Regions from separate parts of the Anas platyrhynchos genome. Here region 2 is linked to region 1. A link is a contact called in public Hi-C data. All regions are on one chromosome and are shown on one strand. Each heading gives the region's core, a stretch centred on a gene start, on an enhancer-like site or on the middle of the called end of the contact. The rest is flanking DNA. Distances are from core to core; before and after follow the strand shown.

What was found. Hi-C and Micro-C count contacts between places; a contact is called where the count stands out from the background.
Region 2: a Hi-C map of F1 follicle shows a contact between it and region 1, with 3 times the contacts expected there. The contact joins the promoter of TNFRSF21 here to the enhancer-like site in region 1. A contact is called at or near these places in 4 of 8 Hi-C or Micro-C datasets (F1 follicle, liver, skeletal muscle and 1 more).

What each region holds. Positions count from the first base shown.
Region 1 is chr3:115,771,113-115,777,916 of IASCAAS_PekinDuck_T2T, reverse strand. No RefSeq gene overlaps it. Among named protein-coding and RNA genes, the nearest start is that of ADGRF5, 21 kb to the right of the region's middle. Within about 2 kb of position 3,971, at least 5 of the 8 cell types and tissues checked have an H3K27ac peak or open chromatin away from gene starts, as enhancers often do. A contact at or near this core is called in F1 follicle, where this site is marked.
Region 2 is chr3:115,816,168-115,822,940 of IASCAAS_PekinDuck_T2T, reverse strand. TNFRSF21 (TNF receptor superfamily member 21) reads left to right here and starts at 2,730. Exons shown (of 7, transcript XM_038176656.2): 1 at 2,730-3,024. The coding sequence starts at 2,965.

The DNA.
Region 1 (6,804 bases), core at 2,722-5,221:
AGGCATTTCTTCTCAGAAAGAGCAGTCAGGCATTGGGACGGGTTGCCCAGGGTGGTGTTGGAGTCACTGCCCCTGGGGGTGTTCAAGGAAAGGTTGGACGTGGTGCTTAGGGACATGGTTTGGTGGGTGACATTGGTGGTAGGGGGATCGTTGGACCAGATGATCTTGGAGGGCTTTTCCAACCTTAATGATTGTGTGATCCTATATTAATGCACATAACTGATGGTTATTTTAAAGGGAGGACCAAGTGGTGCTTCTGGCTTAAAACCAGCCCCCCTGCATCTGGGCTCAGCCATGACTTGGCTTTGCAGGGAGTTTGTGCCTGCCCGGGTGTGTAATTGCACGTCCCCATCACCACAGGGTTAATGAACCTGAGCAAACGAGCACAAGACATCGAGACATACTCATCATATGTTTCTTGGGTACTGGGAGTCAGGGAGACACAATACATCTGATTTTGTAGATGTCAGTGAGCTTTAAAGTTCAAGACAAAATAATTGCATCTGTATTGTTTGATCAGTACAGGCAATTTCGTGAAGCTTTTGTTAAAGATGCCACTTAAGGAGGAATTTCCTAACAGCAGAAGTTAATAACTTTAAAACTGCTACTCAGGCAACCTGCAAATGTGGCTTTATGCTGCAAATCTCTTTGAAACTCATAATTCAATCCTATTTAGAAACAAGTTTCTTAGATTTAGAGCAATGAATATTTAAATGCTACCAGTTGAAACATTTTCAATTTGGAGATCATTTCAAAGCCAGGGGAGTTTACAGTGTTCGGCTACTCTGCAACACTTTAGCATCTGAATTGATCCGAACTGTCGCTGAACCTTAAGCAGCTTACACAGCTCTAAAGGGTTAGAGTAGTTTAAAGGGTTAGAGCAGTTTAAGCAGAATATCATGTTTTCAGGGCTTTGGTTAAGCAAATTTGAGTTTGCAGGCTGTCAAGCCGAGCAGCTCCAGATGAAGGACCTGACAAGCCTCACAAGCAAAACTCTCTGAAGCACTCATCATGTTCTCTGCTTTCAAACCTTGTCTGCTTTACTTTTCCTATGAAAGAGGAGAGAGAGAGGAAAGAAAAAAAAAAAAAAAAAAGAAACAAAACGAGCAAGTTGAACGTTCACATGAAACGAAGAAAAAGCTAAAGCTTTTGGGAAATGCTGTGAAGGTGAGTTTGCTCTGACAAGGCTCTTGTTGCTTCTCTCTGATATTTGTCACTCGTTTTTCTTCAGTACAAACCACTTCAAAGCACAGAAATAAGCTGAAAAGTGGCTGTGAAAAAACAGACAGAAACTTTGTGGTGCTCCTGCTTAGCTGTTTCCATGTCAGATGCAGACAAGTTGAAAGACAGAGCTTTTAAAAACCCTTTGGCAAGCCCAAGCCAGACCTGCACGAGCGTTTGGCCAGGACGGTTATTTGGGATAGGAAAGAAGGCAGGACAGAAGGAGGTCTTTTTTGTAAGATATATTTCTGCCTATCCTAGCCCTAGGAGAAAGCATCTGTGAACCAATGTAATTTATTCCTTGACTAAAAGCCATGCATATTCCAGTAAAGTTGCTCCATCTGTGCTGTTAATGCTGGACTGTGCAAAAAACAGGTCAGGATTTATCGGATGCCAGAGGCAGCTGAGGCAGAAGAAAGGCTCCTTAGCCTGGCACGAGGTACACGGATGGATGCAAGGGCTCTAATTCTGTGCGTTTCTCAAACTGAATCAGCATAAAGACATCTCCTTCGCTGGCACAAGCCACCCCCACCCGCGGTCACCTGGGTGTCCCTGCCACCCGCTGCCCTGCTTGGCACTCAGCAGGAGCAGATACCCCAGAAAAATGTATGAGAAAAGGTAGTGCCATGTCCTCTCAAACCCCTCTGCCTCCAACCCTGGTGTCCTGGGGACAGCCCAACCCATCTGGGGCTCCTGCCTGGTGGCACCATCCTTGGGTTTCTCTCCCATTCCTGTTCTGGCTCCTGCAGGGAGAGCAGGGCCAGCCCGTGCCACCCAAACCTTCCCCAGCAAGCAGTTTGGCAGCCAAACCAGCCCTTGCACCAAACACCGGCTGTTTTGCTCATTCTGAGCTTGGCACTTCCACTCCATGCCCTTATTTATTTGCACTGTTCTGCCCATGGTGAGCTGTGATGCCAGGTGAGGCAGCCTCGCATCCCAAGCAGGAGAAAGTGCCACCACCAAACATCCCCTCTGAGGCTACACCCAGGGACTTCACCTGGGCTGGGACACTTGGCATCATTTCGGCAGAATCCGGGCAATCACTCAACCCAAAATCATTCAATCATATTTTTCCCTTTGGGAGCCAGAAATCCCCTTTCTGTCTATGGTCTGACTTTCCCACCACCTCCCATTTTTCCAGTTCATTTGCAGACTTGCGCAAAGGACGTGTTTTTCAGAGCAGACACTCAGCATTTCCTAGGAATCGGGGCTTATCAAAGCATTTTGCAAGGAAACCGCTCACGTATCACGCTGAAAAAGGAATATAAAGTCCACATCGGTGGGATTTAGGAATTTCCAGCATCACACCCGAAGGTTTCTGCCTGGTGAACCGGCTCCTGGGGCAGCCTGGTGGAAAACTTCCACCTGACGTAAGGCACCAGCCGATTTCATCATCCCAGAAGCTTTCCAGGAAACCCTGACTCAGGAACTCATTTTCCCCTTCTCTTCCCAAATCCATTGCCCCCAGCTCCGAAGCGGTGCCCAAGTTTGGGGGCTGCGGACGTCAGCACAGAAATGAGCTGGAAAACGCACGATTGAGGGGAATTCTTCACTGCGGGTCTTTCTGCTGCGGTTTTGTAAGCAGATCACCGCCAGCTTCCCTAGAGCTCGCTCCGGCGTCTTTTGAAGGGTTTTCGCCCTCTGGAGGCTAAAATTAAGATAGCAGAAAAAACGAGAAAATAGGAAAAACAAGAGCTGAGGGGCAGAGGCAGCCGCTGGGCCATTTGACTAGCTCAAACTTCACATTTGCAGAAGTGCAGCCCCGAAGAGAACAAGCCTGCAAAGAATCACCGAATCATAAAATCATTCAGGTTGGAAAAGACCTCCGAGGTCATCTGCTCTAACCATCCCCCTACCACCGATGTCACCACTAAACCATGTCCCCAAGCACCACATCCAACCTTTCCTTGAACACCCTTAGGGACGGTGACGCCACCACCTCCCTGGGCAACCCGTCCCAGTGCCTAACTAAGAGCTGGTGGGTTTCAAAATGCTCCTCCTAAAAATGGGCAAGGAAAACCCTCCCGTGGTGCCGAAAGCCTTTGTGGGATGCAAAAGCACTGCGCTCAGCCTCAGCCTTCCCATTGCTGCTGCAGAGGCACCAAAAAACAGTCAACAAAATATTGAATCATCTCACCTCGGTAGCTCCAGATAAGACCTTCTCATTTGTTTCATTACACAATTATTTTATTTGCCTTTTTTTTTTTTTTTTCTCCTCCATCTTTGCCTTATGTGGTGCATAAGCATACACAGTGTATTAAATGGACAAGACATTTCTAAATTTTCAGGATGAAATCTTTGGAAATCGCTTGAAATCCCATAGTTTGTTCTCATCAGATGCAGCATCTTTCACTTGCTTGGAAATAGAAGTAGGGTCAAAAATCAGTAGTTTTTCTTTTTTTTGTTTTTGTTTTTTGTTTTGTTTTGTTTTGTTTTGTTCCTTGAAGGAAAATACTGAAGAATGATGATCCCACATTGAAAAAGTGGGATCAGGCTTGGTGTGCACTGGTTTTAGTCTAGTAACACCTCCATACCTCTCTGATTTTATTTTCTTGTGTCTTTCTGCCATGACCTAGTGCCAGCTCCCTAGAGGCCCCAACAGCCTGCAGGGTCCTCCTGTTCCTCTGGAATTTTCTTGCCAGTCCCTAGTACATCCTCTGCCTCTCTGACATCCAGCCCAGCCTCATGAGCCTCAGCAAGAACACAAAAAGTGCTGTGTTCAGAGGCACAATGCCAAGAACATGCCCGATGAAGGCCATTTTCCAGGCGTGGGTGATGTGACTCAGTGAGCAGGAGGCAGAGATGCAGAACGTCCGCTGCTGCCTGCCGCTCCCCCGCAGGACTCCCTGGGTTTTGTGCTTGCTCTCTTCCAGCCAGGCCAGGTCCCCACACGCCTGTGTCCTGGTTTCAGTTAGGACAGAGTTAATTTTCCTCCCAGTAGCTGGTAGGGTGCTATGTTTTGGATTAGGATGAGAAGAGTGCTGATAACATGCTGATGTTTTAATTGTTGCAGAGCAGTGCTTACACCAAGCCAAGGACATCTCAGCTTCTTGCTCTGTCCTGCCAGCGGGGAGGCTGGGGGTGCAGCAAGAGCTGGGAGGGGACAGAGCCAGGACAGCTGACCCAAAATAGCCAAAGGAGTATTCCATACCATCTGACCTCATGCTAAACAATATATAGGGGTGGCTAGCCGGGGTGGGGGGGTCGGCTGCTTGGGGATAGGCTGGGCATCGGTCAATTGGTCAGTGGGTGGTGGGCAATTGCATTGTGCATCACTTGTTTCGTACACATTATTAGTAGTAGTACTATTGCCATCATTATTGTTATTATTATTTTTCTGTCTTAATAAACTGTCTTTATCTCAACCCACAGGCTTCACTTTCCTGTTTCTCTCCCCCATCCCAGAGAGGGAGGGGAGAGGGTGAGCGAACGGCTGTGTGGTGTTTAGCTGCTGGCCGGGTTTAACCACAACAGTCCTTTTTGTCACCCAACATGGGAGCTCAAACCCATAGACTGTGAGATGAAGAGTCTCATGCTCTACCCACTGAGCTAGCTGGGCACAGCAATGCCGATTCAGAATTGGAGCCCATATTCAAATGATGTGCCTAAATGCCTTTGGGGATATGGACTTTGTTTGCAGAACCCAAAGCGTGTAACAGGTGTGAGGGCCACCAAGGATGATTAGATTTCCATTTCCTCAGAAACCTCCCCCACTGCTTTTTACACCCACCTGCCTGCTCATCTGTATGAGGGAGTTGCCCAACTGTGACCTGCACACTTCAAGAGCTCAAAAAATTCCTGTATTGCCCCATCTGGTGGTCTACACCACCACTCAGGGCTGGACGAGGAGATACGTAGCACCATGCAGCAGCCAACTGCCCAGCTCTTCCCTTGTCCAGCTTCATGCCCAGTCCCAATGAGGTCCCCATGTCCACCTCTGTGGCATTCAGTGCTTCTGCGTGGGATCAGCTCCATCTCACAGGGCTGCCAGAGGGAAATGCACACGCCTTTTCCAAGGCGAAAACAAAAGATTCTGGAATCAAAGTTCAGATGATAAGGGAAACCTCAATGAGGTTGGCCATGCTCCTGGTCCTTAACCCAAAGAAGTGACAAAGGTTTGCCCAGAGCCACCTGTCCAGTCCTACAGGCTAGTGCTGGGTTGACCTTTAGCTTCTCTGTAGGGCTGATTTGACTTCCCATCCCTAAGCTTGTTGAGGTCCCACTCTGCTTGCTGTTATCCACAGGCTGCTCCAGGCAAATAGCTCAGCAGCTGTCCAGGGCCACCACCAGTTACCATGGCTCTGCAGTGCCAACACCAAAAAATCTGTGCAGGGCAAAGCTCAACGAGGTTTGATGTTTCTTGGCCCCTGAACCTGTGACTTCAGCATCCTGAACCACCACATAGGACCTGAGGAGATGCAGCCACCTTTGAGCGAGTCTCAGTGACCAGTCTCACTGAGCAGGGTGACCCTCAGAGCCAGCAAGACTGATGTTGAGGACCTGACCTGTTGAACACGACATTCAGAGTTGGTTTATTCCCTCATAAGCGGACACACCTCTCTCCTTCTCCATAACTTTATGTACCCATTGTTTGGCTTGACCTGTGGTGCAAATCTGGAGCCACAGAGCCAGGTTGCTGCTGTAGGACAAGGAGCAGCTGGGCTGCTGGGCTCCTTGGGATGGGCAGGACCCTTCCCCTCAGGGCAGTCACTCACCAATGCACAGACAAAGAAGTGAGCAAGGAGCATCTCCTGAGTCAGATGGGAAGCAATCCTGATTTGTAGTTAGTATTGGATAATGTACTGCCTTTTTGTTAAACATCAGTGGGGTGGCGACAGTGCAGAGTTGGATCTGAGAAGCTCTGCAACTCCAATCTAAATGTCATTATGAACCCTCTCTTGTGTCATTAACTCACTAGGAGTTAAAAACTAGCAGGATCGCTCTGCCTTCTTTTCCTGAAAAGCTCCCAAGCATTTGCTTTTACATACTTGGTCCTTTTTTTACCTCCTCATCACTCCCTTTTCCATTTACCTTCAGTGACTCTTCCCACACTTGGATAGGTTTGAACTTAGGAAAGAGCCTTTTACAAAGCTAACCAAAAGCAAAAACAAACAAACAAACAAAAATAACAAAACAAACAAACAAACAAAAGCACAACAAATGAGCAATTCCCTTGTGGCTCCATCTATCCCAATTAAAAATAATAATAATAACAATAATAAAAAATATATATCCAGACCATTTCCTACTGTGCACCACTGGGGAAATACGTGTGTGCATGAGACCTCAGGGGAGCTCGCAGCAACCAGAACCAGATGGTGGTGGCAGGTGGCTCCTCCAGGGCCCTCTTTTGGTGTGTGGGCAACTATTTGGTGTCAGGAAAACATGCTGCTTAGCTGGGTTTGCTCCCAGTGATTCTTGGTATGAAGAGCTGTGGGAAGGCACATGTGTGGTGGCAATCTGGAGGTGGGAACAGGTCAGGTTGCTCTGCCCTGATCCCCATTTGGGGATTTGGGGGTGGCGATTTTGGCAGGACTGCTCCCTGAATGGCACTAGTTGTGGGTGAGGGCTGGGAAAAGAGAT
Region 2 (6,773 bases), core at 1,481-3,980, 46 kb before region 1:
CTGCCCACAAGCTTCTGGCTTCCTCAGGATGAAGCAAGTGGTGGCTGTGTAGGGTATCCTTTAACATTCCCCATAAAAAAAATTCTTCCCATTTCATGAAATTTTGGGAAGGGCTTCAAACAGCCTCCAATGACCAAACATCTCTGGCTTCTCCTAGCAGAAGGAGACATTGCAGCTTCAGAAGATAGCTTTTGGTGGCAAACCAGGAGGGTGGGCATCGCTCCATGGCTCCTGCCACCACCTTACCCATGGGTCTGTGATGAATGTGAGCAGCGAGGTTCCCTGACTGTGACTCAAAATCCCCCCGCTCTGTGCTTTTTAAGAGTTCCCAGGTCACTGACCTGCTTGATCCCGCACCCCATGACTGGGAGCGTTTGCATGACTCACGGAAGGCACAAGGGGGAAAAGGAACCGAATGTAAGAGACGAGGAGGAACCCCCTGAGCTGCCGCCGCCGCCAGAAATCCTTCACATGAAGCTCCAACCTTGGCTGCCCGCTTCCCCTTTTTCCTTTTGAAGACCCAGAAAAGCAGGGAGGCAGCAAGAAGAGCACCAGTAAGCAACTCCTGCAGCATTTCGTGACCCCGTGTAGGCAGCGTGACCAGGGTTTGTCTCAAATAAGGCTGCAAGGTGCATGGGGGAGAGATTTCCAGAGCAGCCTGTGTATTTTGGGATAATCCATGGACAGCCTGTAGGTTCTGTATAAATACCAATAATTAAAAGCGGATATAACTAATTAGAATGCAGTCCATGGCAGTAAAATGATCCAGCTTATTGCCAGTCCCCTGAGTCACCCCGTCCTCCCGATGATTATTTTCCTGTTTTTCCCTAACCCAATTTGAGGTCTTTTATGCTGCCAGCAGACCCGGCGTGGTTTCAGAGCCACCGTCAGCCCAGACGCACCCCGAATTTCACCAGAAAGCTGCACATCTTTAAACTTAAAACCCCCTCCCACAAGTCCAGCTGGGTTATGGCCAATTATTTGCCCCAAATATTCAGATTTACAAGCAGCCGTGGGCATCCTGGGTTTCTTGCTGGGCAGCCCCAGTGGCCTGGGCTTTGCATGGGGACTCGTGTGGGGGCACAGAGCTGGCTTCCCTTCCTGGGATGAGCACGTTGCTCCTGGCCCTGGTGGCCCCAGGGGATGGAGGAGCTCGAAGCAAGGCTCTGCAGCATGGCCAGCTGTGGAGGAAGGTCCTCTCCCTGCAGACGTGACTCGGTCTTCTCCTGGGAATGGCTGTCCTGCCACTGCCATCCCGGCTGGGGAGAGAAGCTCTGCTCCAGGCTCGTTCCCAGGCTCCCTGAGGTCGTTGCTCCTTTCCAGGGTTGGGAATGGGGAAAGTGCAGGGAGAAAAGGTCTGCTTCGGCTGGGAGAGGAGCCTTCAGCTGGATTCAAACCTCCCTGAAGTCAGAAGGAGGCTTTGTGCGGACTTCAGAAGGGTTTGGATGAAGCCCACACTCCTGCAGAGCAAGGATATCTCTTTTTATCTCTTTTTCGAGATTTTCTATCATTTATGGGGGACATGTGCTGTTGTTTTTGGTGTGGCACCAAAACCCCGCCTTGTTTCGCTTGCCTTCGGGATGCCCCCAGAAGGTGATGGTTGGCAAGGTTTCTGCAGGCTCTGGGAATCAGGCATGTGATGTTTTCCTCCATGGGCAACCAGCAACATCGATAACCATGGGAGGCTTGGATCTCATGCACCCACGCATGTCGAGTGCCCTGAGGCACCCATAAACCCTACTGGCTCTCCTCAGCCCTGCCTGGGTCATCCCACCCCTGCTCTGGTGGGACCCATGGAGTCTCATCTCTGTCTCCATCTCCTGCCGCTCCTGACTCCCTGGGTAGATCCAGGTCTTTCCCATTGTTTCCTGGGGCTGGATGCTGTGCCCAGCACCCTGCCCATCCTGTGTGGATGCTGCAGGATCTGGCCCTCATCTGTGAGGGCTTCCAGCTCACCCTCTTTTGGGGGTCAGCTCCGTTTTTAGGGTAGATTTAGATGAGATATTATTATTATTATTATTATTATTATTATTATTATTATTATTATTATTATTATTATTATTATTATTATTATTATTATTATTATTATTATTATTATTATTTAGAGGACAGCAAGGCCCTGGTGCAGGCTGCCCAGAGGAGTTGTGGGTGCCCCATCCCCGGCAGCGCCCAAGGCCAAGCTGGATGGGGCTGGAACTAGACGGGCTTTGAGGCTCCTTCCAACCCCAACCATTCCGTGTCTCTGTATGATTCTTGCTGCTCCCTCTTACTCCCCTTACTCCTTATGTGCTCCGCATCGGAGAACAGGAGAAAAGAAAAATAAAATGAGATAAAATAAAATGAGATAAAATAAGATGAAAATATAAAATTTAATAAAATTTAATAAAATTTAATAAAATAAAATAAAATAAAATAAAATAAAATAAAATAAAATAAAATAAAATAAAATAAAATAAAATAATAACCCCACCCTGCTGAACTCCCCTTGCTCCCCAGATTCCCACCCGCCCCCACCGCTCTCCTTTTCCCGCGCCGCGCGGGAAGGGGGCGCCCTTGGCGCGCCCCTGCCCCGCGCTCCCGGTGACGCCACAAAGGGCGGTGCCGCCCACCCTCCCCGGGCGCGCGCGCGCGCGCGCCTCTTTCTCCCGCCGGCGCGCCGCCCCCACGTGCGCGCCGCCCCGCCGCCGCGGCAGCGGCAGCCCCCGCAGGCAGGTGGGAGCGCGGCGGGCGGCAGCGCCCCCGCCCCGGCTCCCCCCCGGCCCTGGCCCCGGCTCCGGCCTCGGCCCCGGCCCCGCCACCATGGGCGCCCCCCGCCGCGGGCAGCAGCCGCCGCTGCCGACCCCGCGCCGCCCCATGAAGCAGCGCCGTTAGCCGGGCAGCGCCCGCGCTCCCCCCTCCCCGCTCGCTGCGGCCACCCCCCCCCCTCCCTCTTCCCACCCCATTACCCCAAACCCCCCGTCCACCATGGGGGCGGCCGCCCCCCGCCCCGCCGCGGCGTGCCCAGTGCTCGCCGGTTTGCTCTCGGTGAGTTTTTGGGGGGTACGGACATTTGAGGTGGGGGGCGGGTGCTAAGGTGCGGGGATGCCTGCGCGTCCCGGGGGTCGTGAGAGGTGTTGGGGTTGTTTATTGGGGTGTTTGTTCTCAACCCTCTCCTCCTTCATCCCATTTTTTGATGTTGTTTTTATTGCCCCCGTGCTTTGGGAGAGAGGCCAAGCTCGCCCGGCTTCCCCGTTTTGCCATCCCACGTAGGACCGCGGCAAAGCGGCGCTTTGGGGCGAAGCGCTGTCATTTTGGGGAGAGAGAGACGGAGGGATTTTGGGGGCGGCGGGTCCGTGCTGCGGCTGGGTTGTGTAAGCAGCGCCGCGGCCGCTGCTGCTGGGCTCCAGGTGGGTCCTAGCGAGCCGCTGCGGGGCTGCGGGGACTGGGGAATCGCCGGGCAGCGGCAACGGGGTGAGTCTTGCACGGGGAGCGGCATCGCCCCTTGGAACGCGAAGCAAAACTTTGCGTGGTCGGCAGTGTCAGGATTCCCCCCGGCCTCTTTTTCCCCGAGGGAAAAATCAAAGGGGTCCAAGTACGTGGGTAAATACAAGCGGAGTGCTCTCCCCCCTCCCAGAGTGAAGGTAAGGATCCAAACGTGCAGGCAAGCGTTGCTCGTGCACGCGCATCCTCAACCTGGATGTGTGCGGGTGTGCGACCAGATGAGCCGTGGGACAGAATTCCCATTTGATGGCAAGGTCGTGGGTGGGATGCTCTCGTGGCTGCCGCCTGGATCACTGTTTGCTCGTGCATCCCAGGTGTTCAGAGGGCTGCGGGGGCTTCGTTTGCCTCTAGTGGGCTCGTTGCAGCCAGCGATTCTCGGCTGATGTGTGGTGTGGGAAGAGCTGTTGAGTTCCCCTTCGCGGGGACCGTGCGCCTGTGCTGCTGTTTTGGCATTTTCCCCTGTCGCCGTTGCCCTTCCCAGCCATGGCAGTGGGATTGCTGAGTCGACCCAGCCCTGGACTCTCAGTTTCATTAAACCCCAAACTGGCTGAAAATAACTCAGCGCACTTAAAGAATCTAAATCTCGCTTTCCTTCCCCAAGACCCTCGTCCCAGGTGTCTTTTTTGGAGTTTGTAACTTGATCCTGCCTATGGGGCGCAGGGCAGGAGATGGGCTGCTTATCTCCATAAAGTTGCCATCAAACTTCTGGACCTATTTACTGGTGTTTTGGGAGGGTTGTTTGTTTGTTTTTCCACCTTCAGTGTCACAAATGCCTTCCCAGAGGTGCTCCGCAGAGAGTGTAGCTGACCTTTGGGAAGGGGAGCTGTGCAGCCCAACCTGGGCTGAGGCATTGCTACGGAGGGTGTGGGCTAGCTGCAATTTCAACGAATTCAGGAAATTTTGTTATTTTCACTTGGAAACAGTTCCTGGATTATCACCTTGGCGCTGTCAGTCCCTGCTCACCTACAGTCCTGTGCCTCTGCTCTGGTTTCGCTCTACCAGCATCACATACGCTGCGTTCAGCTGCCTTTAGTTGCTTTTTCTGTTTGTTTTTTTTTTTTTTAATGATTTTTTTCTATTTTTTTTAAAGTCAATTTCATTCTTTTTTTAAGTCACCTTTATTCTTTTTATTTTTTGCTGAATGCATTGTATGGCTGTGAAGTTTACCGTTGCTCTTCTCCCTACCGCGGGGCTGGCAGCAGTGGGGCGGCACAACCCAAATTCGCCCTGTTTCGGACCCAAATGCTCATTTTCTTGCCAACTTTCTGTCTCTCTACTAGCAGCCTCTCAGGGCCGAGGAGCGGATTTTGCTCCTGCACAAGCTGGCCCGTTCCCTGCCGCATCCCACGTACGTGTGCTTGGGAGGCATGTAGCTCCCTACAAACTATTGTTCCTGCAAATTGCTCATCGGCTTCATCCGATGAGTGGCTGCAACTGAAGAGAGTGGTGATGGCGATGCTGCGTAGGTGCTTGGCTGCATCACCGGGCTGCTGGCAGTAAGATGGGTCATGCCTGCGTCGGCTGCCAGCTCAGGGGCTCCCTCATCCCAGCCCTTTCCCCATCTGAAGTCTTCCACGTGCTGGAAGGGGTATGGGTGGCTGGGAAGGGATGTGGATGTTGGGCTGGGGTTGCTCTGCAGGCGTGAGGAGCAGCACCAAACCCAGGTGCGCTGGTATCTGGTCGTACCAGGGTCATCTTGCACCAGTGCCTTTTTTCTGTGTTTTTTTCTTGCCCTGTATGCTTTGGTGCTGGGAGTAACGAACTGGAATCCAGTGGCTAAGGAGACCCTGCTCCATTCTTGTGCTGCTCGTGGTGGGTCTGAGCAGCAGGCATCCTCCCAGGCAGAGACATCCTCCTGCTCCCGGCTGGTGCTCATGGTGCTGCGAGCGCTGCCAGCCACACGCTCCCAGCAGCGGGTTATTTTTAGGGACCAGAAGCACCAATCCATACGACACCCGCATGGATGCTCCAGGCTGCTCAGCCTTCCCCCGCTGCGACTCGCTGCTGTCCATAAGCACCGAGCTGCGCATGCACCAGAGCCCCCTTGGTGCCGCACCTCCTGATGCCCCCCCAGGGTCCAACACGGGCTCATATCCCCTGTGTAGGGCACTGGTGAGCCCCGGGGAGGCCGGATCCTGTTGCATCTGGTTTGCTAATTCGCGGTTGCGTCAGGGAGATTACGGGTGGCAGGTTTCTGTAGCGCGAGCTGAGCGCTTCGTGAAATCGTGTCTTGCAGGAGGGAGGGGTGGAACATGCATTGGGTGAGCCGTTAGAGCCTGCCAGAGCAGCCTCTCGCTTTTTTTTTTTGTTGTTGTTTTAATTTGACGTGCTGTAATTGGCCTGGCCACTGCAGGATCCTTGTCAACTCCTGCAGGCTTGTCTGCTGCTGCCGCCTCTGTAATTGCCGCTTCAGGAGGGAGGGGGAAAAAAAAAAAAGACTTGAAGTGTTTTGTACAAATCCTCGGCCATAAATTATTTAGCAGGTGAAAGAGAAATGCGCTGCCAGAGCATGTGTTTTCCAGGAAGCAAGAGACTGCACCAAAAATGACGCGGCGCAGCTTGCAGCTCTGCTGCGATGTGTGTTCTGCAGAGTCATGTTGTTGGAGGCTTTTTTTTTTTTTTTATATAATATATTCTTGCTGGCTGATAGCCCAGGATATGTAGCAGAGCAAAAGCAAGGTCCCGTATAGCCTAGCAAGGTGATTTATGTCCCCAGCTGCTCGGTTGAGAAGCGTTAGGATTGGTGGTCTTCCCACCTTAGTGTAGGAAATCACCTTTGGAAAGCTGCTGTAATGTTAGCCTGGTCCTCTTCCCTCTGAACTCAGCCTGCTGCTGTTTGGAAATGCGTTTCCAGCTGCTTTGCATGTTGGATGAGGTTGTGGCAGCTCTTCTTGAGCTGCCTTTTGTTTTCCGGGCATTATTTCTGCTGGCCTAACTGATGCGTATCTGTGGTCCAGAGGTCCCCCAGGTGGAAATGGAGAGAGGGCTTCTCCTGGGGAAGGAGTGGCCCCATGGTACCAATGCAAAGGACCAAAGGGAATAAAATCATGGGGCTAGAAGTAGGTGGAGGTGAATGGACCCATAGTCGTCATCCAGCCAAACCCAGCTGGGTGCGTTTGGTGTGTAAAAACGTGAGAGCTTTTACCTGTATGTGATGCAATGAGGAGCAAAGTTACAGTGGAGCCCCCAAAAGAGCTTAGGAATAGTGTCCTTTTTCCCCTCTCCTGTTGCAAATAAATCTGGTTGCAAGTGGATTCAGGTGTGGGAGGCTTAAAGCAGAGCCCCTGAAGCAA